Regions from separate parts of the Mus musculus genome. Here all the other regions are linked to region 1. Evidence: chromatin contacts called from public Hi-C, HiChIP or PLAC-seq and promoter capture Hi-C data. All regions are on one chromosome and are shown on one strand. The core of a region is the stretch at or near the end of the contact, and the rest is flanking DNA. Distances in the headings are between cores, read along the strand shown. Region 1 holds the start of Chst12 (carbohydrate sulfotransferase 12). Region 2 overlaps Foxk1 (forkhead box K1). Region 3 overlaps Gm31127 (a long non-coding RNA gene). Region 4 holds the start of Get4 (golgi to ER traffic protein 4). Region 5 holds the start of 3110082I17Rik (RIKEN cDNA 3110082I17 gene).

What was found. Promoter capture Hi-C pulls out the DNA fragments that hold promoters and counts their contacts. A called contact is a pair of places that touch in the nucleus more often than the background predicts. HiChIP or PLAC-seq counts read pairs in DNA pulled down with a chosen protein or histone mark.
Region 2: an H3K27ac HiChIP or PLAC-seq map of embryonic stem cells shows a contact between it and region 1, with 7 times the contacts expected there. The contact joins the enhancer-like site here to the promoter of Chst12 in region 1. A contact is called at or near these places in 4 of 39 promoter capture datasets (the 3T3-L1 cell line, embryonic stem cells, liver and 1 more) and 5 of 115 datasets of contacts at active chromatin or transcription factors (embryonic stem cells, large pre-B cells, microglia and 1 more).
Region 3: a contact with region 1 is called in a promoter capture Hi-C map of liver, with 5 times the contacts expected there. The contact joins the enhancer-like site here to the promoter of Chst12 in region 1. A contact is called at or near these places in 7 of 39 promoter capture datasets (the 3T3-L1 cell line, the C10 cell line, the SN4741 cell line and 2 more), 1 of 484 Hi-C or Micro-C datasets (CD4 T cells) and 3 of 115 datasets of contacts at active chromatin or transcription factors (astrocytes, embryonic forebrain and large pre-B cells).
Region 4: a contact with region 1 is called in a Hi-C map of B cells, with 10 read pairs. The contact joins the promoter of Get4 here to the promoter of Chst12 in region 1. A contact is called at or near these places in 2 of 484 Hi-C or Micro-C datasets (B cells and muscle stem cells) and 2 of 115 datasets of contacts at active chromatin or transcription factors (astrocytes and pancreatic cancer cells).
Region 5: a promoter capture Hi-C map of liver shows a contact between it and region 1, with 2.9 times the contacts expected there. The contact joins the promoter of 3110082I17Rik here to the promoter of Chst12 in region 1. A contact is called at or near these places in 3 of 39 promoter capture datasets (hematopoietic stem and progenitor cells, hippocampal neurons and liver) and 1 of 484 Hi-C or Micro-C datasets (muscle stem cells).

Annotation. Positions count from the first base shown.
Region 1 is chr5:140,502,322-140,507,585 of GRCm38.p6, forward strand. Chst12 (carbohydrate sulfotransferase 12) reads left to right here and starts at 3,288. Exons shown (of 2, transcript NM_021528.3): 1 at 3,288-3,375. Gm38728 (a long non-coding RNA gene) reads right to left here. Exons shown (of 5, transcript XR_001785006.2): 5 at 766-1,102.
Region 2 is chr5:142,438,577-142,443,840 of GRCm38.p6, forward strand. The region is part of intron 2 of Foxk1 (forkhead box K1); the gene reads left to right. Among named protein-coding and RNA genes, the nearest start is that of Ap5z1, 23 kb to the right of the region's middle. Within about 2 kb of position 2,070, at least 384 of the 459 cell types and tissues checked have an H3K27ac peak or open chromatin away from gene starts, as enhancers often do. A contact at or near this core is called in embryonic stem cells, liver, pre-B cells and 1 more, where this site is marked.
Region 3 is chr5:142,378,277-142,383,540 of GRCm38.p6, forward strand. It overlaps Gm31127 (a long non-coding RNA gene), which reads right to left. Exons shown (of 4, transcript XR_377178.3): 3 at 3,272-3,331; 4 at 1,414-2,011. Among named protein-coding and RNA genes, the nearest start is that of Gm31127, 7.3 kb to the right of the region's middle. Within about 2 kb of position 2,420, at least 71 of the 459 cell types and tissues checked have an H3K27ac peak or open chromatin away from gene starts, as enhancers often do.
Region 4 is chr5:139,249,239-139,254,502 of GRCm38.p6, forward strand. Get4 (golgi to ER traffic protein 4) reads left to right here and starts at 3,086. Exons shown (of 9, transcript NM_026269.2): 1 at 3,086-3,381. The coding sequence starts at 3,227. It overlaps Sun1 (Sad1 and UNC84 domain containing 1), which reads left to right. Exons shown (of 23, transcript NM_024451.2): 23 at 1-601.
Region 5 is chr5:139,457,407-139,462,670 of GRCm38.p6, forward strand. 3110082I17Rik (RIKEN cDNA 3110082I17 gene) reads right to left here and starts at 3,128. Exons shown (of 5, transcript NM_028469.3): 1 at 3,063-3,128.

The DNA.
Region 1 (5,264 bases), core at 2,038-4,537:
AAGGTGTGTGTGTGTGTGTGTGTGTGTGTGTGTGTGTGTGTGTGTGTGACATACTCTAAGACACACTTGGGAAAAGGGAACCTGAACTGAGAGATTGGCCTGTGACAATATAGGGGGGGGGGGGGAGTGGGCATTGTCTTGATGGACAGGCTTGGGAGGGTCCAGCCTGTTGTGGGCGGCGTCACCACTGGCTCAGTCAGTTAGTTCCTCTCTTGTTCTGCTTCAGTTCCCGCCTTCAAGCTGCTGCTTTGATCTCCCTGTACCCAACGCTGACTGTAACCTGTACGCTGAAACACTCTCCTCCTCTGCCGCCAGACCGCTTTTGGTCATTGTTTATCCCAGCAACAGAAAGCAAGCTAGCACAGCACCTGTGTGCTGTGCAGAAGTGCACGTGGCCGGCCATTCCTACACAGGCAAGGGCCTGGAGTGTCACACTCTGCTCTGTCACACTCTGTCTAAGTCCTTTGAGAAAGGGCTCTCCATCTGAAGCTGGAATCCGGCTGATGGCCAGCGAGCTGCATCAGGCCTCCCCTGTCTGCCTCTTCCCGATCTGTTGCGGCCGGCCAGCAGCTCGCAACGTGAACGGTTCGACTGAGATGGCCACTCGAGCTAAGTGAGGAACTAGATGGGGAGAAAGAAGAAACGGAGCCAAGACAAGTTCATCCTGTTCAAAGCTCAATTTTACTAGTTCTGACATTCAGTTATAAAGGAAGAGGGAGGGAACCCGATTCCCGCCAACTGGTCTCGGGGTCCAGTAGCAGGGTGAACACGTGTGTGGCTCCAAGCAGCAAAGCGGCACGGTCCAGCAGTGGGCGTGGCAGAAGGAATGAGCAGGAAACTCCACCCCTGAGCCAGCAGGTTCCAGGCTGGGGGTGGGGAGGCTACACCGATCCTCAGCAGTGATGACATAGGCATGCACGGGGCTGGACCCAGCCTTTTACATGGTCGCTGAGGGTAGGGAGGGTTCAGTCTCAGGTCCTGATGCTTTCTCAGCAAGCATTCTTCCCCACTGGGCCATCTGCCCAGCCCAGGAAAGGGCATGTTTTATATGGCATGTCAGGTGGCTTCTTAAGGAGGCAGCACGACACTGCTGCAGTTCCACCTGCAATGGAGACCACCCGGTTGCTCGGAAGCTTCAGTCGACTTTGGTGTTGTCAGTGATTACATAGGCCTGAGCCATCCCAGCAGGTATGTAACAGAGAATAACATCTAGCTAGCCCAGGATGCCCTCAGACTTGCAATCCTGCCTCCCCTGCCCAAGTTACCAGTGAGCACCACACCTGCCTAAACAAAATGCAATAGGGTTTACTGGCCAGGCATAGTGGTGCATGCCTTTAACCCCAACACTTGGGAGGCAGAGGCAGGCAGAGGCCATGGTGGAGGCAGAGGCAGGTGGATCTCCGTAAATTCTAGGACAGCCCCAGCTATATAGAGAGACCTTGTCTAAAAAAATGTAGTATATAACATTTATGCTTTGTTTGTTCATTTGTTTTGTTGGAGACATTGTCTCATGTAGCCCAGGCTATCTTCAAGCTCACTGTACATCCACAGATGATTTTGTTTTTTGTTTTTTGTTTTTTCGAGACAGGGTTTCTCTGTATAGCCCTTGCTGTCCTGGAGCTCACTTTGTAGACCAGGCTGGCCTCGAACTCAGAAATCCGCCTGCCTCTGCCTCCCGAGTGCTGGGATTAAAGGTGTGCACCGCCACGCCTGGCTCACAGATGATTTTGAACTTCTGATCCTACTGCCTACAATTCCTGAATGCTGGGGTTGCAGATGTGTGGCATCATGCCTTGTTTATACATTGATAGAGATGGAGCCCAGGGCAGAGCAAGCATTCTACCCCCCCTGAACCACACCTGAGCCCTCGAACTTACAGTTATAGATTGAATTGTGTTCTATCTTCCAGCCCCAAAAGGAAAGAGATGTTGGTGCTCTAGCTCCTAGTGCCTTAGAGATGACCTTATTTGGAGACTGAGCCAGGAGAATGGTAATGAAATGAGGTCATGGGATAGTCCTGATCTTGTCTGGCTGTGCCCTTATGAAAATGGAAATCTGGGCTGAAGTACGCAAAAGGGAGGTAAAGAGAAGGGCTGGAAGATGCTCCTGCAGGGCTCTCTGCAAGAACCAGCCTGCTTGCTACCTCAACTCCTGGCATCTGGCCTGCAGAACCCTAGGAAAAGAGCTGTCCATAGTTGAGGCTGGGTCTGTGTTACAGTTAGAGCAGCCTGAGCAGGTCACACGCACACATGGCAACCCAGGGGACTCAGCTGTAGGTTTTGAATCCTAGTTAGTAAGATGGGATCATCTGCCACCAGAATATAATAAATCTTCCTAGGTTCTGTCCTCTGCCATTCTGTGTCATACTGCTACAGAAAGAGGCTTCTAACCCTAGGCACTGGGAGAGCCCGTTGGCTCGGAACCAGTCCCCTGCTTTGGGAAGGCAGCTCAGTGCTGGGATGTTAAGTGTGCGTCACCACGCTAGCTTTCTTTTGCAGGTGCATGTGTGCACCTCATGTGTGATATGTGGGACTCAGAGGACAACCTCAGGCACCTTCCAACTTCTGTTTGAGACAGAGCTTCTCTTTTGTCTGAAACTTCACCATATAGAGAGGGCTAGGGAGCCAGCAAGCTCCAGACTCTCTCTCTGCCTCCCGGTCTTGCCATACAGGCAAGCACCACGGAGCCTGGCTCACGAGCATGGGCTGTTCACAGGTTCTGTGGATCTGACCACAGTTTCTCACCTTTGTGAGGCGAGCACCTCATTTACCCACTGAATCCTCTCCCCATACCTTGTTTGTTTGTTTGTTTGTTTGTTTTTGAGACAGGCTCTCATTAAGTACGGCTAACCTGGAACTTCCTATCCTACTGCCTCAGCCCCTCCCGTTCCTCCCTCCCCCCTGCCAAGTAGCTGCGGTGACAGCTTGCACCATGCCTGGCTCTCACTAAGAGCTTTACCTGCATGGTCTCTCTTAAGCCCCATAAACTCTGACAGGATTGTCAGCTTGCACAGCCCACGTTGCAAGTTCAAACTGCGAGACAGGCAACGCCCCTTGAGATCAGCCACGCCCCCACTCCGGATTGGTTGCTGCAAAAGGGGCGGGACGCTCAGGGATGGTGGGTGGGACCAATCTCTGGCCGTAAATAAGGTGCCACATGGCACTGGCTGGCGAGGGCAGGAACGGGGAGAAGTGCGCAAGCGCATCCAGAACGGGCGTAGTCCCGCTCGTTAGCTCTCGCGAGAGGATGGAGGGAGGTCTGCCTGGGGGCGGAGCCGCGCCTCGGGCGGGGCTGCTAGCGGGAGGAGGCGATTTCGGCTGCAGAATCAGCATCACCAGCAACAGCAGCAGCGGCGGTGACTGTGGCGGGCGCTAGGTGAGGAGCGCAGGCTCGAGCAGAGCGAGGGGTGCGTAGGAGTCCCGAGTCCTAGGGTGGGGCGATGGTCCATGGTTTGGCGATGCAGATTGGTACCTCCTTCTGCCTGGCTTAGGCAGCTCCCACGTGGTCCCGGGTTCGAATCCCAGTTCTGTCCAGCTGGCTGTGTAACCTTAGCCAAGCGTGCACCTTCTCTGAGCCATCTTCTTGTGCAGCCCTGCAGAATGCGTGGAGGAAGGTGTGGCCACTTGGCCGACCTCCTTTGCAGTAGTAGCGGCTGGCTCGGAGGTTGGGAAAACACCTTCCCAGTTTTGCCTCTGGCTGTTTGGGTGTCCAGGCGAGAAAGCAATTGTTCAGAGACTGTTGTGCTGCAGTGTCCCGGCCAGACCTTGCAGGAGGCTGTCTCCGAAGCCAGGTTTTGTACCGAGCAAGCACTGGCCCCACATCTCACCCCAGTCTACTGAGCATCCTCCTGCCCTGTGCATTGCTGCGGGTGCCCCCAGCAGCAGCCTCATGCCTGGTGGGCCACAGGAAGCCGCGCATTAGTGGCTAACAGTAGGACCTATCTTCTCTTTGGGCTTCTGGCCACGAAGACATCGCTGGCAGACCTTGGGTTCCTTCCGCACATCCGCCTAGCTGTCGCACAGAGAGCTGTAATGTTTGCACCCTTCTTAAATTATTTATTTTATAATCCCACGCTGCGCTGGGAGCCCCGGAATTGAGTGGGAATGTCACCCTCGGGGGAGAACGGGGCTGTGAGCCTTCCATTGCTGGGACAGCACCGTGTGGCTCCAGCCTAGGTAACATGAGTTAGGGCCCTGTTTCCGGGTGTGAAGGAGAGAAAAAAGATTGTTGGGAAACTGCTATGTGCTGGGTATGATACTGCAACTTCGCGAGTTGCCTAAGGTGGAGCGAGTTGCCTAAGGTGGAGCGTGGTGCCAGTTCTTGTGAGCTTAGGCAAGAAGATTGCTGTGAGTTTGAGGGCAGCCTGGGCCGCATAGTGAGGTTCAGGCCAGCCTGGGCTACAGGGTAAGACTCAGACTTAAAACAAAACAACACAAAAATTACAAAAGGGCCTGCCTGTACCTTCATGTTTAATTTCCTTGCTAGGATCTGGGGCTGAGCTTGCTTGTACCCGTATTGTCATGTCGCTTTCGTGGGTCTGCATCTTCAGTTTCCTGCTGTAAGGGCAAACCACCATATTGGGTGGAATGCTGGGAACCATGGGCCCTGGGTAGCTCAGGTCGTCCTGGTTCAGGGCCACTTGAGTGCCAAGTGTATGAAAGACGTTTGCGGTATGCAAAGAGAATGCCAGGAAAGGTGGCACGTACCTGTAATCCCCAAGAGGTGAAGGCAGGAGGGTCTACAGTTGAAGTCTAGCCTGGGCTACATAAAACCCTGTCTCAAAGAAACCAAACAAAAGAAACCCTTAGCATTGAAGACTGGAAGCAGCTAATTCAGGAGACGTTGAGTTGCTGTGCTCATGAGGGGTGGGGCCTGTGGGGGAAAGACTAGTTTCTGGAGGGGCGGGCAAGGAGTTGTGTGCATGTCCATGTGTGTATGCAGGTGCATTGGAGGTCAGAGAATAACGTTGGGTGTCGTCCTCAGGAATGCCATGTCCTTGCTCTTAAACAGACTGGCCTAGAGCTCACCAATTGGCAAGGCTGGCTGGCCTAGGGTTTCAGGCACACAGCACTTAATTGGTTCTGGGGATCTGGACTGAGGTCCGTGTGCTTGCGTGGCAAGCACTGTACCGACTCGGCCATTCTCCCAGCTCTGGGAGGACGGATTTCTGCTTGAGAAGAGCCTTATGCCCTGCTGGAGACCAGGTTCCATTGCTGGAGATTGCAGTTGAGGTGTGATGGGAACCAGGACCAGGTCTGTCAGAG
Region 2 (5,264 bases), core at 820-3,319, 1.9 Mb after region 1:
AGGCTGTGAAGCCTGCAGTGATGGCAAAGGCCGCGGAAGGAAGGCGGTGGTGAGAGTTGACAGCCAGCCTGTGCTCAGCACCCGCCGCGTGTCCTTCAGCCATTGATTTCATCAGAGACTGCTTCTTCCCAGCTTCTTTTCAGTCTGGGAGCCTCCCTGTTCTTAAGACCCACATTCCAAACGCATGAGCATGTCTTCCAGGTGCTGAACTTGGACGGGGCCCCAGGCCGGTCCCCTTAGAGGTCAGGGCAGTCAGAGCAGTCGGGAGGCCCTGTGTGGGCGACTTGTTCTGATACTGTTTCTTTTGTAAGCTATATTGATGTATGTATGTATGTATGTATGTATGTATGTATGTATTTGTTGGGAGGGGCATGTGAAGGTCAGAGAACAGCCTGTGGGAGTCTTTGCTCTCCTTCCCACCAGCTCGACTGCAAGCACCTTTACCCTCAGGGCCGCCCGAGCCCCTGATTTGCTTTTTGAGACGGGGTCTCACTGCAGTGAGGCTGGTTCAGAACTCAGTTTGTTACCCAGGCTTGCCTGAAACTTGCAGTAATCTTCCTGACTCAGCCTCCCAGATGCTGGGATTGCAGGTGCAGGTGTTTGTTTATATAAAATGAATGATTCAGTCACTGAGAGACTGAGGGTTCCTCACAAAGCCCCTCCCACCAGTGGTTCTTGTCACCTATTGCTGGGGCTCCTGGCTTCCCAACAGTTAAGAAAGTTGTAGCCTTTCTGTTATTTACATGGGAAATCATGTGGCTTTGAGCAAGCACACGACACTCACATGAGAAACAGGTGGGGCAGCCCTAAAAGCATGTTCAGGGCCAGCCTGGGCTACTGAGTAGGACCAAAATGAGCCTGGGCAACAAGTGGTACCCTGTCATCCTGTAATAAGAAGAGGACCTGGATGAGTTCAGGGGTAGACACTTTAGGGGCCTGAAAGGGGCCCTAGGTTAGCCCGGCATGGCATGGTGGCACACACCTGAAATCCCAGCACTTGGGAGCTGAGGCCAGAGGGTCACATCAAGGCCAGCCGGCTACGTTATTTGTTATAGAAACACCAGGACTATATAGTGAGGCCTCATCTCCAAACAAACAAACAAACAAACAAAGGCTCTTGGTTCAATATCCAGTACTAGGTAGGGTACGTGATTGTGGGATTGAATAGTGTAGTTTTTTGTGTTGTTTGTTTGTTTTTGAGACAGGATCTCACTTTGTAACTCTGGAATTCACTACATAGGCTGGCCTCAATTATCCTGTGTGCGTCTGCCTCCCCAGAGCTGGGGCTAAAGGCACAAGCATGCCTGGCTTCAACGTTTCTCATTGACAATACAAAGAAAAAGTGGTGCGTGCTGGGAGTGGGGCTGGTTGGTGGAGCGCTGCTTGCCAAGAAAGCCTGCAAGATCCTGAGCACTGATAACAGCAGACGCAGTGGCCCATGGCAGCCCCAGCTCTGGGCAGGTGGAGGCTGGAGGATCAAAAGCCGTGTGTAATACCCCAGCTACATGAGACCCTGTCTCAAAAACAAAACAGCAGCCAGCTGGCTAAGACACTGAGTGATCATAGGTCGGGTGTAGAGTGGCTTTTGGTCAGGTGGCACAGTGGCTGTAAAGACCTCCCCCTCTCCCCGAACCCCCGCCCAGCAGTTGGTGCTTTGGTGTCCCCAGTGCTCCCTTGGAGTCCCGACTTTGTGTCTGCCACATTCCTGGTACTGCTGGGAGGGGGCAGGCCCTTGGCTCCTCCTGAGTTCCCACGGGTGCGTGGTCACTCTGTCCGCAGTCGCTGTTGACAGTGGCTTGGGACTTGCTCTGGACTCCCTGGGCCTTTAAGTGTCACAACAAAAGATCTCTGTTGACATCCGTTTATCTCCACACTGAGGAATTCCATTGAGCTTTTGTAAAGCTCAGCGGCCGGCCGCTGGAGGTTCGCCTGCCAAGACTTTCTCAGTTTGAGTTTCTGTGTAGGGGTGGAGCCCACGTGTTTACAAACACGCCCTGCCCTTCCTCTCCCAGGCAGCGGGAGCCAGGGTGGGGCAGGCTTGGGGAAAGGGTTTGACTTCCCAGCCCGCAGCAGTGGGCCCCGCCCTGCTCAGTCTGCTTGCCTAATTTGGTGAGCTTTGCTAGCGGGTCCCTATTGGCCGACCTGGGCACCGAAGGCTTGGGGACCTCCCAGCTGTGGCTCCTCCCTCCATGGAGCGGATCCCAGGGTTCGGTACCTTTGCCTCACTCCACCCCCCCCCCACCCCCCCCCCACCAGGCTGGCTTCAGTTTGTTGGGTGGCTCCTTATTTCCCAGGGCGGGTTGTTCCGCTGTGGTTTTGAGTTGTGTGTATGTTGGGTTTTTTTGGGGGGGCTGTCCCTGCCTGCAGGGCTCCGCCCAGCAGATGAATGAGCTCTTTGAAAGAAACTGCAGCTTCGGCAGTGTTTTGACCTTTCTTTCTGTGAAGAGCAAGTGATTTAGGAAAACAGGGAGCTGGTTAATCATTTGCTGAGGCTACTGAGGCTAAAGCAGGCTCCGTGGGACTACACTTCAGCAGACTGCCATAGCAGCCATGAAAGTAGCCTGTGGGTCCCAGCACCAGGCATTTACCAGGAATCCCTGCACCCAGGGCGCTGAGGCAGGAAGATTGCAGATCTGAGGCCAGCCTGTCTGGCTGAAACTGGGAACTCAGGGTTCGCTTCTGTTACAGACCCTGTCCCAAAATTAAGATGGAAAGGCTGGTGGGATGGCTCAGTGAGTAAAGGAAGGTGCTCCCTCCCGAGCCTGAAGACCTGAGCTCAGTCCCGAAGCCGCATGGTGGAGGGGAGAGCTGAGTCCCTAAAGTTGCCGTCTTCCACACCCAGGCTGTGCAGTGCCGTGCCCGCCCCCTGCATGTACACGTGTAGCAAAGGTTAGCAGTGGTGATGTGAATGAAGGGAAGTCGGCATCAGAGAACTGGCCCCCTTAGTCATGGAGCTGTAGTACAGTTCTACTTTACTGCGGGCTAGGGCTAGCTCAGTCTCCTGTGCTCTCGGAGATTTGCGTTTGGAGAGCACCCCAGTCTGCATCAGAAGTCTAGCACCCCACCGAGCCCCGCCCCTCCCCTCCCCACCCCAACCCACTCCCAGCCTTAGTTTCACTTGCTTGTGGTTTCAGTTATGCACAGTCCAAAAATACCAAGTGGAAAACTGCAGAAAATGAGCAAGTTACAAGTCTTCAATCAAGTGCAGCGCTGCATAGCTCCTCCCCTGTGTGTGACTCCCTGCCCAGTGTATCTGGTGGGTGGCTGGATTACCCAGTCTGCACTGTGGGCTGGGGATGAAGCCCCATGGTAGATCACTTAACCTGGCATGCATCAGTACTGGGAGAGGGCGGGGAGGGTCAAATTCAGGCGTGCCAAAGACCAGCAGCACAGCAAGTTCTGCCGGTAAGTTACAGGCCACGCTTTATCGTGGAGTAGGAACGTAGGAACGTAGGAAGCGATGGTGTGTGTCAGGCTCTGTGCTGTCTAGGACTTCAGGGACACCTGGAGGTCTCTGCATGCGTACCTCTGGAAAAGGAGCCTCCTGAATGCTTGTCTTCCTGGCAAACTTTGGTGCTTCCTTCAGGTTGTGTAACCTTCCTGTGATCACATTAGAACTTGAAGGCGGCATCGAATGTTCTAGGCATCTACGGACACTGAGTCTGCTGTTTCCTGTCCCTGTCTGCACCAACAGGCCTTACCTTGTTTCCTTTCCCATCTGACAACTTGGTTTCTCCCCACCAGCGGGTTTAGGGCCCTCCGTGTTCCTTTGGCCTGTCCCTGCTGTTTGTGTGTCATCCTGCACTGTCTGGGGTGCTGCAACATTGGGTTTCCAGTCGAGCTTGGTGGGGGCCATCCCAGTTCTCCTGGGATCCCAGTGGCTGCATCTGAGGTGTGTGTCCCTGTGTAGCACCACTTGGGCTCTGTCTCATCAGCCTGCAGGGAACTTTTGTATGGTCACCGTGTCTGCACTGGACAGCCCTTCCTCCCCAGATGTCGCACCGGTGAGAAGTCTTCGAAAAACATAGACCTGGCCTGGCAAAGGCCTGAGAGCCCAGATCCAGTATCAGACCCCCAGATATAGGGCGATGGCTCCCCTCTCCTGCCGTAAGACTGCCTAAAGGTAGCTGATATTGGGCTGGGCTGGTCAGTGGTGAGACCAAGTTCAGATCTCCAGAACCTATGCAAAGATAGCGTATAGCCCAGCTAGCTGAGCTGTCCTCTGACCTGCACACATACATGCATACATACATATATAATTACATATACACACATCATATGCACACGATTTTTAAACGAGTACCTAATATTAGGGTGTTTTCCACCTTGGGTACTTTGTGGTTTCAGAAGCAAAGTTAATCTTTTGAAGGAGCTCCAGGGACTTAAGTAACATGACACTTACCTTAGAAGAACACATTCTTTTTGAAAACAAAAACAAAAAACAAAACAAAACAAAATCCATGTATTTATTAGTATGTATGTGCGCGCACACACCGTGCTACACCCTTCTACCACGCAGGCAGGTTCAGGGAACTGAACTTGCATTGTCTGTCAGGCTTGCCTGCAAGCACCTCACCTGCACAGGGTACCTCACCTGCACAGGGCACCTCACCTGCACAGGGCACCTATCTCACCTGCGCAGGGCACCTCACCTGCGCAGGGCACCTCACCTGCGCATGGCACCTCACCTGCGCAGGGCACCTCACCTGCACAGGGCACCTCACCTGCACAGGGCACCTACCTCACCTGCGCAGGGCACCTCACCTGCGCAGGGCACCTACCTCACCTGCGCATGGCACCTCACCTGCGCAGGGCACCTCACCTGCGCAGGGCACCTACCTCACCTGCGCAGAGCACCTCACCTGCGCAGGGCACAGACATGCTTGAGGATAAGTCTGCAGTGTTTGCCTCTGAAGATCTTCCTTCTCTGCCCTTTTGTTCAAACTCAGCAGTAAATGGTGGGTGTCGTGCGGTTCCCACAGTGGAGGGACTCCCCTAGGGCCCCTCTGGCTTGTCCCGCATGGCCTGCCCTTTGCAGGCGTCCTTCTGCGTCAGGGCCTCGTGTTTCCGAGAGGGACTTTGGATTTCACGTCTCCTCCCTCTCCCCAGTAAAGTTCCATCGTCTTTGGTTCAGCTCCTGCCAGAGTCTCCTATTGTATGTGTGTCACAATTACGGGGCCCAGCCATTTCCTTCCTTGTACTCTGTCTTGTTTTCCCCATCTTGGGGTTTGTAATTCCCCTTTTCTGTGTGGTCCAGCGTGCTC
Region 3 (5,264 bases), core at 1,170-3,669, 1.9 Mb after region 1:
CACAAAACTTTACCTTTGCCTCATCAGTTCCTTCCCATAGTAGCAACTAAAGCTTGCCTGCCATTTTTCTCTATGTTGGGGAAAACAATCCCATTGTTGCCCCTCACAGCTGTCAGCACAAGCCAACCCCCCTTTTCCTCCAAGAATTCTAGGTTCCTTAATTTCAATTTTCTTACCTCCTTTACTTTGTCCACTCCTGCTATCCATACCTAAAGAACACTGTCCGTTTCATCCAATTGCTATGTCCAATGTACAACCAAACATTTCCCCCTTGCAGAGCTGAGGATGTGGCTTGATTTATAGGACTGGTCCACTGCAAGAGCAGGAAGTACCCACCTCTCCATCTCTGCAGCCCCTGAGATGCTCTTCTGGCTGAGCCCCCTTACAACTCTGTATGAAATTAAAGTTCTGTTAACTAGGGGAAAGGGCAGCTTTCAGCCACCACTGACTGCTTCACGACATACCTAGAATTACTCAGTCACCGTCAGAGCTCTGGCCAGAGGGGAGAGGTTCTCTGAAAGTGGCCTTCCTTGGGACATGCTTCCTGTCTTTGTCATTTGAACAGTAATTGGTTTCTGGCAAGCCACGGAGGAGCATCAGCCTCTGCAGGGGAATGACATGTATCTGAGCGTCATATTTTCTGATGTGTTCGACTAAGCGGGACTACAGATGTGCTTGTGTGACTTTTTCTAGGGAGACACCATGACAGACCAAAGAATCAGTTTCACCAGAGTCTCATGGGGGAACCAATGAGTTCCTGGAGTTCCTCATAGGAGCATGGGAGACTTGAAGGAAAGGCAGCTGTATCACTGGAAAGTCTACCCCAGCGTGGGTGACTCAGAAGCTGCAGACCTGGAACCTCCTATGCAACTTGCAGGCAGCTCCACGGAAGAACCTTTTCTTCCCCCATAATTCTTTACTACTTACCTAGCCACAGGAAGGAGCCTTGTGAGTTCTGTAAGTTTCTTGAGCTTCCTGAGTTGTACAAGTTTCCTGTGAGTTTTCCAGACTTCTCCCCCTGCTTTTCTCTATTCCAATCAGAGGAAACAGTTACACAGTGTTGTTGGGGAAAGCTGGGTAGGGAGATTTCAGAGTGAATCTGTATGTTAACTACCTCTTGCTTTGACAACTACAGCTGGGCGAGTATGCTTGGTTAGTGGTTGCCTACGATGCACAGAATTCTGAGTTCGAGACCTACATTTTAAAGGGAGCTCAAGAGGCTTGGGAGGTGGCTCAGTAGGTAAAAGTACTTACTGCACAAGCATAAGGTCTTGTGTTCGAATCCCCAGCACCCACATAGAAAAGCCACATGGTGCCTGATACTCCTGCGCTACTAAGAATGGAGCGAACTTGCTGCTAACTGTCCTAGTTTGCTTTCTGTTGCTGTGACAAAACTGCATCACCAAAAACAAGTTGGAGAGGAAACCGTTTAGTTGGCTTACAGCTTACAGTGCATTATGGAGAGACATCTGGGTAAGAACTGGAGGCAGGAACGGAAGCAGGGATCATGGAGGAACACCGCTTAATGGCTTGTTCCTCATGGCAGGACCATCTGCACAGGGGTGGCATCACCTCCCATGTCTTAGTTAGGATTTTGCTACTGTGAAGAGACACCATGAACAGACACCTCTTATAAAGGACAACATTTAATTAATTGGGGCTGGCTTATAGGTTCAGTGGTTCAGTCCATTATCATCAAGGTGGGAACATGGCAGCATCCAGACAGGCATGGTGCAGGAGGAGCTGAGAGTTCTACATCTTCATCTGAAGGCCACTAAGAGAAGACTGACTTCCAAGCAGTCAGGATGAGGGTCTTAAAGCCCACGCCTACAGTGACACACCTACTCCAACAAAGCCACACCTGCTAATAGTGTCATTCCCTGAGCATATACAAGCCATAATATCCTGTATCAATCATTAATCGAGAAAATGGTAGCAGGGTGTGATGGTGGGCGCCTTGAATCCCAGCACCTTGGGAGCGGGGCAGGTCTCTGAGTTTGGCCAGATTGGTCTGTAAGAGAATTCCATGATAGCCAGAGCTTGAAAGAGTGACACTCTCTCAAATAGAAAAAAAAAAAAAAAAAAAACAGGCTTGCCTACAGGCCAATTAATGGAGGCATTTTCTCAACTGAGTTCCCTGTTCCCAGACAAGGTCTCAGTCTATGCCCATGTACACACTTGTGTGCTTATACCCCCACACCGCCCAAAAAGGGATGTAAAATGACATCATATAGATGAAATCTTACATTAAACCTTAGGAGACTCGTAGACAGCTTGTTCTCCCTCTCCCTTGGAGCATACTAGGCTTCGCAGAGCAGGAAAAAAAAGTGTGGCCCATAGGTACAAGACATCCTTGGCAAACCCGCCTGCCTAGCACAGCTTCCCCACACCACATGGCTGTTACAGGCTGCATTTCGCAAGCAACAGTCAAAAGAAGCAGGCTGCACCTCATCTGTTTCCAATTATCCCAGCACTCTGTGTGTTTAACACAGCTATGCTGTTTCTAAATGGCCAAAAGCCAGGCTGGGGGGCGGGGGGGGGGGGCAGGCCATCTCAGACACCACTTCCTTCCCGAGGTGACACACTTCTTCCCAGAAGTGGGCAACTCTGTGGGCTTTCTGCTTGCTCAAAAATGGGGTGATAGTTCTAGATGGGTGGTGGTGCACATCTGTAATCCCAAAACTTGGGGCGGGGGAGGGAGCTGAAGTTTCAAGTTCAAGGCCAGCCTGGGCTACATGGTAAGACCCTGTCTTTAAAATACAAAAGGAAAGATGTTGCTACCCTCAGCACAGAACCCGTTAGCTCCTAACTTTATCTCCCCACTGTCTTTAAAGCTTTCTTTTCTGAAGTTCACAGTTCTGAAGTTTTCTCATTGAGCACTCCCTCCCTTGGGTCCTGCTCTTTTTATGTTTAATTTATTTTAAATGTTTATTGTATTTTTAAAATTTCTTTTGTTTAGTGGTGGGAGCACTCATACCCAGGGACACATAAGTCTGAGGACAACTTGTGGCAATCGGTTCTCTCCTTCAAACTCAAGCTGTCTGGTTTGGTGGCAAGCTCCTTTAACCCACTTCGCTACCAGGTGACCCTCCCAGTTTTCTCAAATGTAAGTTTTGGTTATGGTTTTAGATTAAATAAAATTTGAAATTAATGCTGAATAACCACATTTGACCATTATTATTGCTGTTGTTGCTGTTTTGACATAGGCTCTTTCTGTGTAGCCCAGGCTGGCTTCAAATTTGCTGTTATTCAACAATGATCTTAAACTCACAATTCTCCTTTCTCAGCTTCGCAAGTGGTGGTATAAGCTGCCATTCCTGGAGAGTAGTACCTAGTAGAAGAACAGTTATTTCAGTTTTGAATGAATAAATAATGTGATTATTGTGAACTTGCTTATACACACAGTGGGAATTCTTAAGCTTCATAGTCACATGACATCATTACTCTGAGAGACTACATGAAATTGAGAATCTGGGGTATGCAGAAACATGGAGTAACTTATATATTGTCGTGTGGGAAGGGGAACCGCTGGAACCCTAGGTGTCTGGCCCCACAGTCTGCCTTGCACACACCCCACACACATGCCAGCACATGAGCAAATTTACCCCAAAGATAGATCTCTGTGATCCTCTGTGTGCATCACAAAGCAAGAAAACACAAAGTTCTATGGTCACAGACCTTTGATCCCAGAGTCGCAGGATGCTGAGGCAGGAGGATTGATCACAAGTTCAAGACCTGACTGGGCCATAGAGCAGTCTCAAGATCAGGCTACATAATTTAGTGAGACCCTGTGTCAAAATAAAAAAGATAACAAATGTGCTCAGTGGTAAAGCACCTGCCTAGAACCCCCCCCCCCCCCCCCCCCCGAGTGAGGAGCTGGGGCGTGGCTCAGTGGTAGAGCCCCTGCCTAAAATCTCCCAGTGAGGGGTTGGGGGTATGGCTCAGTGGTAGAGCCCTGCCTAGAATCCCCCAATGAGGGACTGGGGCGTGGCTCAGTGGTAGAGCCCCTGCCTAAAATCCCCCAGTGAGGGGCTGGGGTATAGCTCACTGGTAGAACACCTGCCTGGAATCCCGCAGTTAATGGGGTGTAGCTCAGTGGTCGAGCAGTTGTGCTATGGATACCAGTACTGAAAACAATTAGTATGTTGTAGGACTTGTTCACATATAAATGGGTCTCTCTCTCTGTGTGTGTGTGTGTGTGTGTGTGTGTATTTCTGGAAGTAGCCTGAGCCTTTTGGTTGTGTTGTGTTTTTGGGAACCTAGTTTGCAGGCTTGAAAAAAGAGGTTTTTAACTGAGAGATTCAATCAGATGGGAAAAGTTCCCAGGAACAACGGCTTTCAGCCCCAGAGGAAAGATAACAGACGCGATCAGAGACTGAAACAGACTCTGAAACACCAGAAGCAACAGGGACCTGTGCTCTGCTCTATTTTTAAGATTTATTTTAGGAGAATGGGGAGATGGTTCAATGGTTAAGAGCACTGGCTGCTCTTGCTGGGGATACAAGTTGGATGGACAACCCCCACATGGTGGCTCACAACAGTCTGCAGCTCCATTCTCAAGATGTCTCTTGCCCTCCTCAGGCCTCTGCAGAACTTCACAAATGCCGTGTATAGACTTAAATGTAGATAAAACATCCACTTATAAAATGGAAACAATTTCATTATACACAGGGTGGTGTATGTATTTATGTGAGTGCAGGTACCCCTGCGGGCCAGAAGAGGGCGTTGGAGTCCCTGAAGCTAGAGCTTTAGGCAGCTGCGAGTCACCCCATGTGGGTGCTAGGAACCAAACTTGTATGCACACACACACACACACACGCGCACAAACATAACACACATACATATCACTCAGACACACCATGCCACACACACATGCACCCATATACCACACCACAACACACATATAAATACATATCACACATATATATATATCACTCCACACACATACATACACACACACCACACATACATATACTACTCCACACGCACACAGACACACATACCACAGTTCACACACACCACACCACACCACACACACAGAGATATAAGTGAATATACATAAAGGTTAGGAAGAAAGGAGAAATCCTACATTTCCCATGAAGAAACTATAAATTCATCCTTAGGCACATATCCAACAAATTCTTTCTGGACACCCACTGTGAGCCAAGTCCATATTCCAGGGGCTCTTTAACAAGATTGCAGAGAACATGCCTGTCTCCTGGGCCTCTTAGCCTAATAGACCCCACAGATTTTATACATTGCTA
Region 4 (5,264 bases), core at 1,836-4,335, 1.3 Mb before region 1:
TGCCCTTGGGTTTGCCTCTACACCATTATCAGCCCTTCTCACTGATTCAAATTTGGGTATATTTAATATTTAGACTTTTGTGAGTAGACTTTATAACTGATACATCATCTGGACACTTAAAAGTGTTTAGATGTCTTACCTAAAGAATTGTTAAGTTTCATTGGTTAGACAGCCTTGGCAGAATACAAAGCTCACCTGCTGGGGCTCAGAGTTCTGGGATTTCTCGCATGTTGCAAGCAGCCCTTAAGACAGTGGCCCAAAGCACATCCCACTCCATAGGGTTAGAGCCACTGCCTGTGTGGCCAGGTTGTGTGGGATGCACACATTTTGCATACTCAAGGTTACATGCAGAAGTCAGAATTTCCTATATTAAACTAAATTGGGGAATTGGGGGTGGAGATATTTCAAATATTTATTTTTAAAGATGCAAGATAGGACTTTGTGCAATGTATTTTTGTAAATGCTTTTCAAAACACTTGTCTTTGGTAGTGCTTCTACTGCCACTAAATTAAGATGCTATTGAGATGTTTAAATAAAAGAGTTAATTTTTAAAAGTGCATGTGCGATTTCAAGTGATTAATAAAAGTGTGTATTTCTTTTCTTGGCTTGTCTTATCTCTGCCCATGTGAATGGGAGGGATTGCTAGGTTGTGTGCTTGAAGAGTTCCTGCTAAGTCCTGCAGGCACTGCCACTGTCACTCAAGCCTCCGCCAGCCTCTTCCTGCTTAGAGGAATCCGCTCAGAGACATTCCAGTCAGGCTCAAAGGAAGTGGGCCCAGAGGCTTTGGGTCTGGATGTGGTCACAAGGCCCTGAGCTCAGCTTCCAGAGCCAGAGCACCTTTCTACTACAGCCTGCCGAATATATTTTTGGAGCATTTTTCATACCTTTTAACAGCTCTGGTTCCTACCATGTATACAGAAGTGTCACGTTGATTTAAGCATCCTCAGTTCATAGGCTTTCCTTTACTTTTTTTCCCTCTCACCCTAAGACAAGGTTTCTCTGTTTAACCCTGGCTCTTATATCTTAGAACTCACTCTGTAGACCAGGCTGGACTCGACGTCCAATCTGCTTGCCTCTGCCTGAGTGCTGAGCCCACACCATGCAGCTGTTTCTCTGTCTCTTTCTCTCTCTCTCTTTTTAAAGATTAATTTTATGTATATGAGTACACTGTAGCTGTCTTTAGACACACCAAAAGAGGGCATCAGATCCCATTACAGAAAGTTGTGAGTCACCATGTGGTTGCTGGGAATTGGACTCAAGACCTCTGGGAGAGCAGTAGGTGCTCTTAACCACTGAGCCATCTTTCCAGCCCCTAGCTGTTTCTGTTTTAAAGAGAAGCCTGTTACTAGGGCTTTGCTCTCTTGAGGACCTGCTAAACATCTTGAGAGAATTCCAGCCAGGAGGGTAGTGCTCACCTTTAATCCCAGCACTCAGGAGGCAAAGGCAGGTGGACCACTGTAAGTTCAAGACTAGACTGTTCTACATAGCAAGTTGCAGAACACTCAAACAGAGCAATATAATAGGCCCTATCTAGGAGGGGAAAAAGTTCCAAAAAGAATTTATGACAAACTGTACTACACTGTCCCATCCAGACAAGTCATCCCCTGGTCGGACACTCATGCAGCATGAATCACTTGCCCCTTTGTTACTAGGTGTCTGGATCATCAGGTAGAATGCTGTATCCAAGTGGTCCTTCCTTATGTGGTAGTGCCCACAGAGCATCATCCCTCTTCACAGAAGGGTGAGCACGGTACTGTCAGAGTGTTGGGAACCAGCAAAAGACATTTATTCTAAGTACTACCATCTTGTTTTCAGGCTCCATTTAATCATATCAAGAAACCAAGCTCCCAGGCCCTAGGGGAGCTAGGGACTTCCCAATAGCTTACTTTGAACAGCTTCTGTTGTAAGGAAATAGTTGTCTTGAGTCCAGACATCTCGAGGACAACTTCATCTTGCTGGCAGGGTCAAACTAATGTTTATGTTTCCAGGCCTAGGAACCAACCTATCCTGATACAGTGGGAACGCCCTTGTCCAACCCCTTACGACGGATTATGATTAGACAGTGCTACAGCCTGCCCACCCACCTCCCCCTTTCTCTATATTTTCATCCTTTAGGCTGTACAGTATTCCCTCAGGGTTTTACTTCAGCTTCATCTGCTCTGCGGCCCTGACCAATAGCGGCTTGATTACCTGCGTTGACCTGGTGTCTTGAGTTATGTTGGTTTTAGGTTGGATTTAAGCGGACCCCACAGCAAGAGATCATGTTTACAGACTCCTTAATCTGTTACCATGCTTTCTGCTTGCACATGGGTGTGGTGCAGAAAATGCTAGTCCAGCTGGCCCGGGTGCAGGCATAAAAAGTAGGTAAGTTGAGGCAGGAGAGTCACAAGTTCAAGGGCCAGAGTAAATGGAAGGCTGAGAGTGTGTAGCTGACAGAAATGAACGCCCTGAACTTCATCTCCAGCATCCAAACTCATTATTTAAGGATATGTGTAGGGTTTTGTAACCTGAGTTTTGGATGCTGTCAGAGGACAACTCTGACCCTGGCCAGCACCTCCCATCCTCCCCCAATTAATCATGACCTTCCTCCCTTCTCTGCTGTCACCTGCTCCAACCACAGCCAGGTCTTCTTGGAGACATTACAGGTTCTAGCCTGAGCATACTGCCCTGTCCCAGATGTCACTAAGGATGACTGCCACCTGGAGGGGCACTCCCCGGGCAGGTGTGAGACAGGTCAAAGCTTCTAAAATGTGTCTGGTTCATCCATGCGCTAAGGGTAACTTCAGGGGGCGCGCGAATAAGACGCCTCATCGCTGAGTCTTCTGCCTCAGTTTACTTGCGCAGCCTACGTGGCTGATTACATTGTGCAGTGATGACACTAAGCTGGGGACAGCTCAGCGTGTAGTCCCGCCCAAGACCTCGGTCCCGCCCACTCTCGCAAGACTACAAACAAGTTCCCGCGATAGTCTGAGAGCCCCACCCCGTCGGCTTTTCCTGGCCTGTGTTCTCAGGGTCCTTCTCAGACCCCCCCTCAGGGGCGTGTCCTCGCGCGGCTCCCGCGATCCCGGCAGGCTCCGCCTCGATCACGTGCGGCCCGCGGCGCGCCCGCCCTCGCACGGCTCCTCGCGGCCACCGTAGAAGGAGTGCGGCGGCCGCAGGGACGGAAGCCGGGAGGCGCCGCCGACCGCGCCTGCGACAGCGTCAGCTCTGCGCGGAACGCCGGCCCATGGCGGCGGCGGCGGCGATGGCAGAGCAGGAGGGCGCCCGCAACGGCGCCCGCAACCGCGGCGGCGTCCAGCGCGTGGAGGGCAAGCTGCGTGCTAGCGTCGAGAAGGGCGACTACTACGAGGCGCACCAGATGTACCGGACCCTCTTCTTCAGGTGGGCGCGGGTGGCGGCTTAGCGCCGAGGCCCCACCTCCGCTGTTGCTCATTGGCTGCGCTGCGGCGCCCCGCACCCTCATTGGTTTATGCGGCTGCCTGTCGCGGAGCAGAGCGGGGGCGGCGGGCTTGTACTACTCGGCAGGGCCTCCTCTTCTCTGCCTGGTTCCCCCTCCTCCTCTCTCGGCCTCGTCTTTCTGAGTCCCTGCCTTACTCTCAGAGCTGCCCTTCCCCCGTCCTTCCTTCCTTCCTTTTCCCAGGCCTCCTTCCCCAGCCAACTTCTTCTCAGGCCTCCCCTTCCCTGGACTCAGTTTTATCACTAGCCTCTCTCCTCTTCACTTAGGCCTCCTCCCTCTTACAGGCCTCTCTTCCCGCCACTCCTTCTCTATCACACCCTCTTCCTCGCCTGGCCTCCCTTTCTCTGAAGGCTTCCGCTGGTTGGCGAGTCCTGTTGTCAGAGTAGTCTCACCTAGTCCTCCCTTCTGTGGCCAGTGATTGGAATTGCACAGCCGGCTAAAGTGTGGTCAGATGCTGACACCGTGGGCCAGCCTGTGGCCATCTGTATTCCTGCCTCTGTGCATCTGCCAGCTGATAATTCCTACGTAGAACTTTATTCCTGACTACAGGACATCAGCATTTCTGCTCCATGTCCGTAGTGTGGGTTTGGCCCCTGTGCCCCTTAGACCTACTTTTCGTTTTAAAATACGTTTTGTTTTAGGGCAATTTTAGGCCTTCAGTAAAAGGAGTGGAAAGTGGTTATCTTGTACCAGTTGCACATTATCATCCACCCATTACTGTCACCTAGGGCCCACGTGCTGTGGAACTCCTCCTACAGTCACTCCCTCTAGCTTGATCTGAGCACGGTGTGTTCTGTGGGCTGGATAAAGCTGCCATGACAGTGGATGACACTGTACACAGTGGCCTCACTGCCTTGAAGCCCTGTTGGGGGCTGAAGAATCAGTGCTCTGGGAACCCTCTGGCTCGTGAGTGATACTTGTTTACATCTGAGGACAATTCCCACTTCCCACATGCCCAGATTGAGCCTGGCAAGTAGCCAGGTGGACATGGGAGGGAGGGGCATGGTTAAGGCCACACGCAGTAGTTAGCAAGCCATCAGGGACCAGCCTTGCAGTATTTCCCTCCGTAAGTGCTCAGTCCAGGGGGTTGGCAGGTGTGGGATGAGCCTTGGCGTCCTTGGTGTCAAAGACTTCCTGTTTTCTTTACCTATTGGGCGCCCTGGATTTGGAGCAGCGGGGTTTAGTCAGCTTATCGAAACATTAGCCCTTGCTCTAATCACAGGTTACCTGAAGGGCAGCCTTGTTGGGGAATTTTTCTGTAAACTAGACACTATAAATACAAACCAGTCTGGCGACATCTAGTTTCATCACAGTGTCCCTAGTGCCTTTAAAAACAAAAACTAAAACACTCTTAATTATATTAATTATATTGGGAAGGCACTTGCTGTATTCTTTAGATAAAAATCTGTAGCCACGTGTGGTGGCACACACCTTTAATCCCAACACTCAAGAGGCAAAGGCAAGCCGATCTCTTGTGAGTTGGAGGGCAGCCTGTTCTACAAAGTGAGGTCCAGGACAGCCAAGGCAGAGAAACCCTGTCTTTAAAAAATAAAGTTAATTTTTACATGTAGAAACAACTACATAATGATTGATAAAGTAACTGGTTTTTGGTTTTGTTTTGTCCTGTTGGGAATAGAGCCCAGGACATCTCACACGCTACACTCCCTTTTGTTTTTTTCCACTTAAAATTTTGAGGTGGTGTGCCTTCAGGTCTGACTCAGGCAGACCTAAATTCTTGATCATACAGGTTGAGCTTCCTAAGTAGCTAGGATGTCAAGCCTGTGTCATCAGGCCTGCTGAATGGTTG
Region 5 (5,264 bases), core at 1,878-4,377, 1.0 Mb before region 1:
AATTACCTCGTCAGAGAAATAAGGCAAGTTCAGCAAATATTTACACACCACTTAGGAGAGAAGCGAGGCCTGCGTTCACCCTGGAAGTTAGCGTTAAAAAGTTAACCAGGAAGTCTATTTGCGAAGAAGATGGTTCTAATGTTACCAGGTTCTAAGAGACAGCAGCTCCCAACTGAGGCAATGAGGGTTTGTTCTAGTGAGCATCTGCGTTTGTTTGTGGTCAAGTGACTTTCAACAAGGGTACCGTGACAATTCAAAGAGCACTCTATCCACCAGCTGCTGGAAGACTGCTGAAGAGTCACGGGGGAAGTGAGTATGCACTCAGAACTCACGCAGGGCGGACCAAGCCCCACATGTCAAAGAGTCCAAGCCTAATACACTTCTGTTTATACACAATATAGACCAGGCTGACTTTGAACTCACGGAGATCCGCCTGCCTCTGCCTCCTGAGAGCTGGGAGTTGGATTTAACAGGTCAGCCTACGATTGCTAGACTCTCCAGGGATGAGCCCTCATGGCCCTGGAGAACACTGTGTTCTCTCAGGTAAAATACCAGGAGCTAGGGCTGGCGAGATGGCTTAGGGGGTAAGAGCACTGACTGCTCCTCCAAAGGTCCTGAGTTCAAATCCCAGCAACCACATGGTGGCTCACAACCACCTGTAATGAGATCTGACGCCCTCTTCTGGTGTGTCTGAAGACAGCTACAGTGTACCTATGTATAATAATAAATAAATCTTTGGGCCTGAGCGAGCGGGGTTGACCAGAGTAAGCAGGGGTCCTAAAAATTCAATTCCCAACAACCATCTGTACAGCTACAGTGTACTCACATACATTAAATAAATACCAATAACTAGATAGTCAAGAGAAAAATAAGCTGGACTACCTCATAACTAAAACCTTCTGTCCTTGGGCTGGAGAGAGGCTCACTGGTTACCAGCTTTTGCAGAAGACCCAAGTTGGCAGCACCCATCTCAGGCAGCTCAAAATCAACTGTAACTCCTGCTCCAGATCCAACACCTCTGGACACACACACACACACACACACACACACACACTTAAAAATAGAAATAGAAAGGAGCTATTGAGATGGCTCATAGGTTAAGAGTACTTACAACTCTTGCAAAGGACCTAGGTTCAGTTCCCAGCATCCACACGGTGGCTCACAGCTACCTGGAACTCTCCTATCACCACCTCGAATCTCGCCATAGGAGAGGCAAGATGACAGATTCACACACTGCATCCAGCTTTTTATGTAAGTCCCAGGGATCGAACTCAGGTCCTCAAGCTTGTGCGGCAAGTGCTTTTACCCACTGAGAACTCCGGTTCTCGGAGATCTGACGCCTCTTCTGAGCTCCATGGGATCCTACGCACACATGGTATACACACACACACACACATTAGCAATTTTAAAAAATAAATGAAAATAATAAAACAAAATTTAAAAGCTTCTCCCAGGGAACAGTGCCAGCAAGAAAGTAAAGACAACTCAGAGCAGTGCTTGTCTCACACATTACAGGCAGGAAATCTGCATGTGGTGGAGCCTGAGAAGAACTCTTTTTGTTTTTCTGCTTTTCAAGACAGGGTTTCTCCATAACCTGGCTGTTGTGGAACTCCCTCTGTAGAGCACACTGGTCTCAAACTCACAGAGATCCACTTGCCTTTGCCTCTAGGGATTAAAGGCATGCATGGCCACCACCACAGAATAACTCTGGCAATTATACAATAAAAGAATTTGGGCACCAGGTGGGGTGGTGCACACCTTTAATCCCAGAGCTCTAGAGGCGGAGGTGGGAAGATCTCTGTGAGTTCGAAGCCAGCCTGGTATACAAAGGGAGTCTAGGACAGCCAGGGCTTGCTATACAGAGAAACCTTCTCTCAAAAAACAAAACAAAAACCAAACAAAAGAAGTGGTGGGGGAGGGGGAGAAAGCAATATGGTTCAGCAGGTAAAGGCGCTTGCCACTAAGCCTGAAGACCTGAGTTCCGTCCCTGCCTAGCCTGTCGAGTCCACTGTCACATACAAGGTAGATGGCTGCTGGGGACCACCTAAAGTTGACCTCTGGCACACACACACACTGCAAACTCTAGAATGGGCAAAGGTCTTGAACAAACAGTGAAGAACATGAAAAGATGCCCAATGTCACTAGTCCTTTAGGAAATGAAATCCAGAGGCACTGACTGCTGCTTCATGCAGCAAGGAAATAAGAAGACAGAGGGCTAGGAGTTCTCAGTGGGTAAAAGCACCTGCCGAACAAGCCTGATAATATGAGTTCGATTCCTGGGACTTACATAAAAAGCTGGATGCAGTGTGTGAATCTGTCGTCTCGTCTCTCCTATGGTGAGATGGAAGGCAGAGACAGGGGGGTAAGCCTGGGGTACACAGTGCAGCAGCAGAAACCAGAAAGACTATGCCTCAGCAAGCTCAAAGAAGGAACAAGACTCCCTTAAATTATCTCCATGGTACCTAAGACCATTAGTAAGAGATCTTCTACAGTCAAAAACCTGGGCTCCCTAGATCTGGGATTCTTATTCTGGCCCCCGTTTCTTCCCAGAGCCTTGAGTGACACCGATACAGAAAAGGAACCCAAAGAATCTTTTTTTTTTTTTTTTTTTTTTTGAACGGAGTCTCATTTAGAAGACATGGCTAGACCGAGCTAGCGGCAATTTTTTTCAGTCCCAGCCTTCAGGATACTGAGACCACAGCTGTGTACCACCACACCCAACTTGTAAGAATGGATACATGGAAGGACTGTTGGGTGCATGAATAAGTGGGTGGGTGGATGAAGGATATAGATGAATGGATGGGTGGGTGCCTGGATGAATAGGTGGGTGGACGGATGGATAATTGGGTAGAGGAGTGGATGGACGTTTAAGTAGACGGAGGAGTGGACGAATGGCTAAGTGGTCGCCTGTATCAACAGGGGTAAATGGGTAGGTGGGTGGTTGAATAGATCTCTGGAAATCCACGTGGAGAGCTGCGCAGAGACGCACAGCCCGGCCCAGGACCGCGTCTCCCCGGGCGGATGCGACAACCCCCCGTCACCCCACCCTACCCAGCACGCACCTGCAGCTCCCACTCTCGCACACCTCTGCCACGCGCCTCCACCACCAGCTCAGCAGGTTCCGCGCCGTCCCGCCCTCAGAAGATCAGCGCTATCCATTGGATCGGGAAGGCGTCCATCTTCCAGCCAGCCAATGGCCGCCGCATGGGAGGGCGCAGCCCTGGCGCAGGATATTGGCGTCATCTCTCTGAGCTGAGAGCGCAGTCAGTTGCCAGGGCAACACCTGGTGGCGTGGGCACGTGCGGCCGAATTCTGGCCGCTGGTGCTGGGCTGAACAGATAGAACACCTCTCAGAGAATTCCAGCAGGTAAAGTTAGAATATCCGAGGGGTGCCGGGCTTGGAGGTGCACGCCTTTCGTCCCAGCCCTAGGGAAGCTAGGAAGAAGGATTAGGAGTTCAAGGCTATCCTCCGCTGTGTAGGGAGTTCAAAGTCGGACCCTGTTGTAGCCTATAATCCCAGCACCAAAGAGATAGAGGGAGGAGGATCAGAAACTCGGGGTCTTCTCGAGATTCATAAAGGCCAGTGAGATGCCTCCGACGGTAAAAGTGTTTATTGTAAAGCTTGGTAACGTTAGTTTGATGTCCAGGATCCATAAATCGGAAGGAAAATCAATTCCCACAAGCTGTCTTCTGACCTCTAAACACACACACACTAAATAAGTAAATATGTACATTTCATAATATATGTATGTGTACACACACACACACAAAGTAGTGAAGAAGTAATGTAAAGGGTCTGGCATAGCTGTCACTGGCCTTGTAACAGGGCCATAGACCTTAGTAGGCCACCAGACCTTAGCACACTGACTCCACATTGGAAGTACCATGAGGCTGTAAAACTTAGCAGCACATAGACAGCACCACCTGCCCAAACTAAAACAAGGGCCTAGTCCATCAGAGTCCATATAGTGCTGGGAAAGTCTCAACACACACTAACCTTGCTTTCCAGCCTCTCTAGTTCCACTTCTGGTTTACTCTTCTTTTTAACTGTGTGTCAACTCGGAACATGGTTTTAGTGCTTAAAAAATCACCTGGAAAAAGGCTCAGTGCTACACTAGGATTCCATCACCCAGTGTAGTTGCTGGACAGCTAATAAAGATTTTCTATTGGCTTAAACCATGTCTAGCAGTCTTCTCTTCAGAGTACCCCACAACAGCCTTTAATTCCAGCATTGGGTCAGAGGCAAGTGGATCTCTACAAGTGTGAGGCCAGCCTGGTCTACATAGTGTGTTCCAGGTTAGCCAAGGCTTAGTGAGACCCTGCTTCAAAATGACAAAATTACAGATGGAGTGGGTGTGATTTATTGCTGATGCTGCTAGCCAACTAAGAGGAGACAGTAAATTCCTTGTGATGCAGAATAGAGAGAGGGGAATTATCAAGCAATGAGAAAAGACAGACTCCCTCACCTGAGTTTTGTTGAAGCCTCTAACAGGCTGAGAATCAAGAACTCTAGCTCAGCTGGCATTTGCTGTGAAAGTGGCCAACACAGAGATAACAGGTAACAATCTTTCTGTATAAGGATACCTTATTTTATTTATTTTTTTTTGAGACAGGGTTTCTCTGTTTAGCCCCAGCTAGCCTGGAACTCACTCTGAAAACCAGGCTGGCCTTGAGCTCACAGAGATCTGCCTGCCTCTGGCCCTGGTGTGCTGGGATTAAAAGCATGTGCCACCACTGCCTGCCCCAACTCTTTCCCTTCCAATTTAAATGTATTTGTGGGTTGATCTCAGGGATTCTTACATGGTAGGTGAGCACTCTACCAAGTTATGTCACCTGCCCAGCCAGGTGCCCCGACTCCAATCATTTCACAGCTCAGTCTCTTCCTACCTACCGACTCTATACATAGCATTTGAGGCCTTCTGGACTTTCTTTTCTGTTCTAGTTGGCTGTCTTTTACATTTATGTGGTATGTATGTGTGTGTGTGTGTATGGTGTGCATGGGGCAAGTGTGTAGTGTGCATGTATGTGTGTGTGTGTGCTCAGGTAAGTGTGTGGTGTGGTCTGTGTGGGGTGTGTGTGTACATGTGTGTGGATGAGTATATAGTGTGTGTAGGCAAGTGTGTGGTGTGAATGTGTGTTTGTGTTTGTGTGTGTGCAGGCAAGTGTGTGGTATGTGTGTAGTGTATGAGTGTGTGTGGTGGGCGTGTGTCATATATTTGTATATGTTCATGTGTTTGTGCATACATGTATGGAGGCCAGAGGTC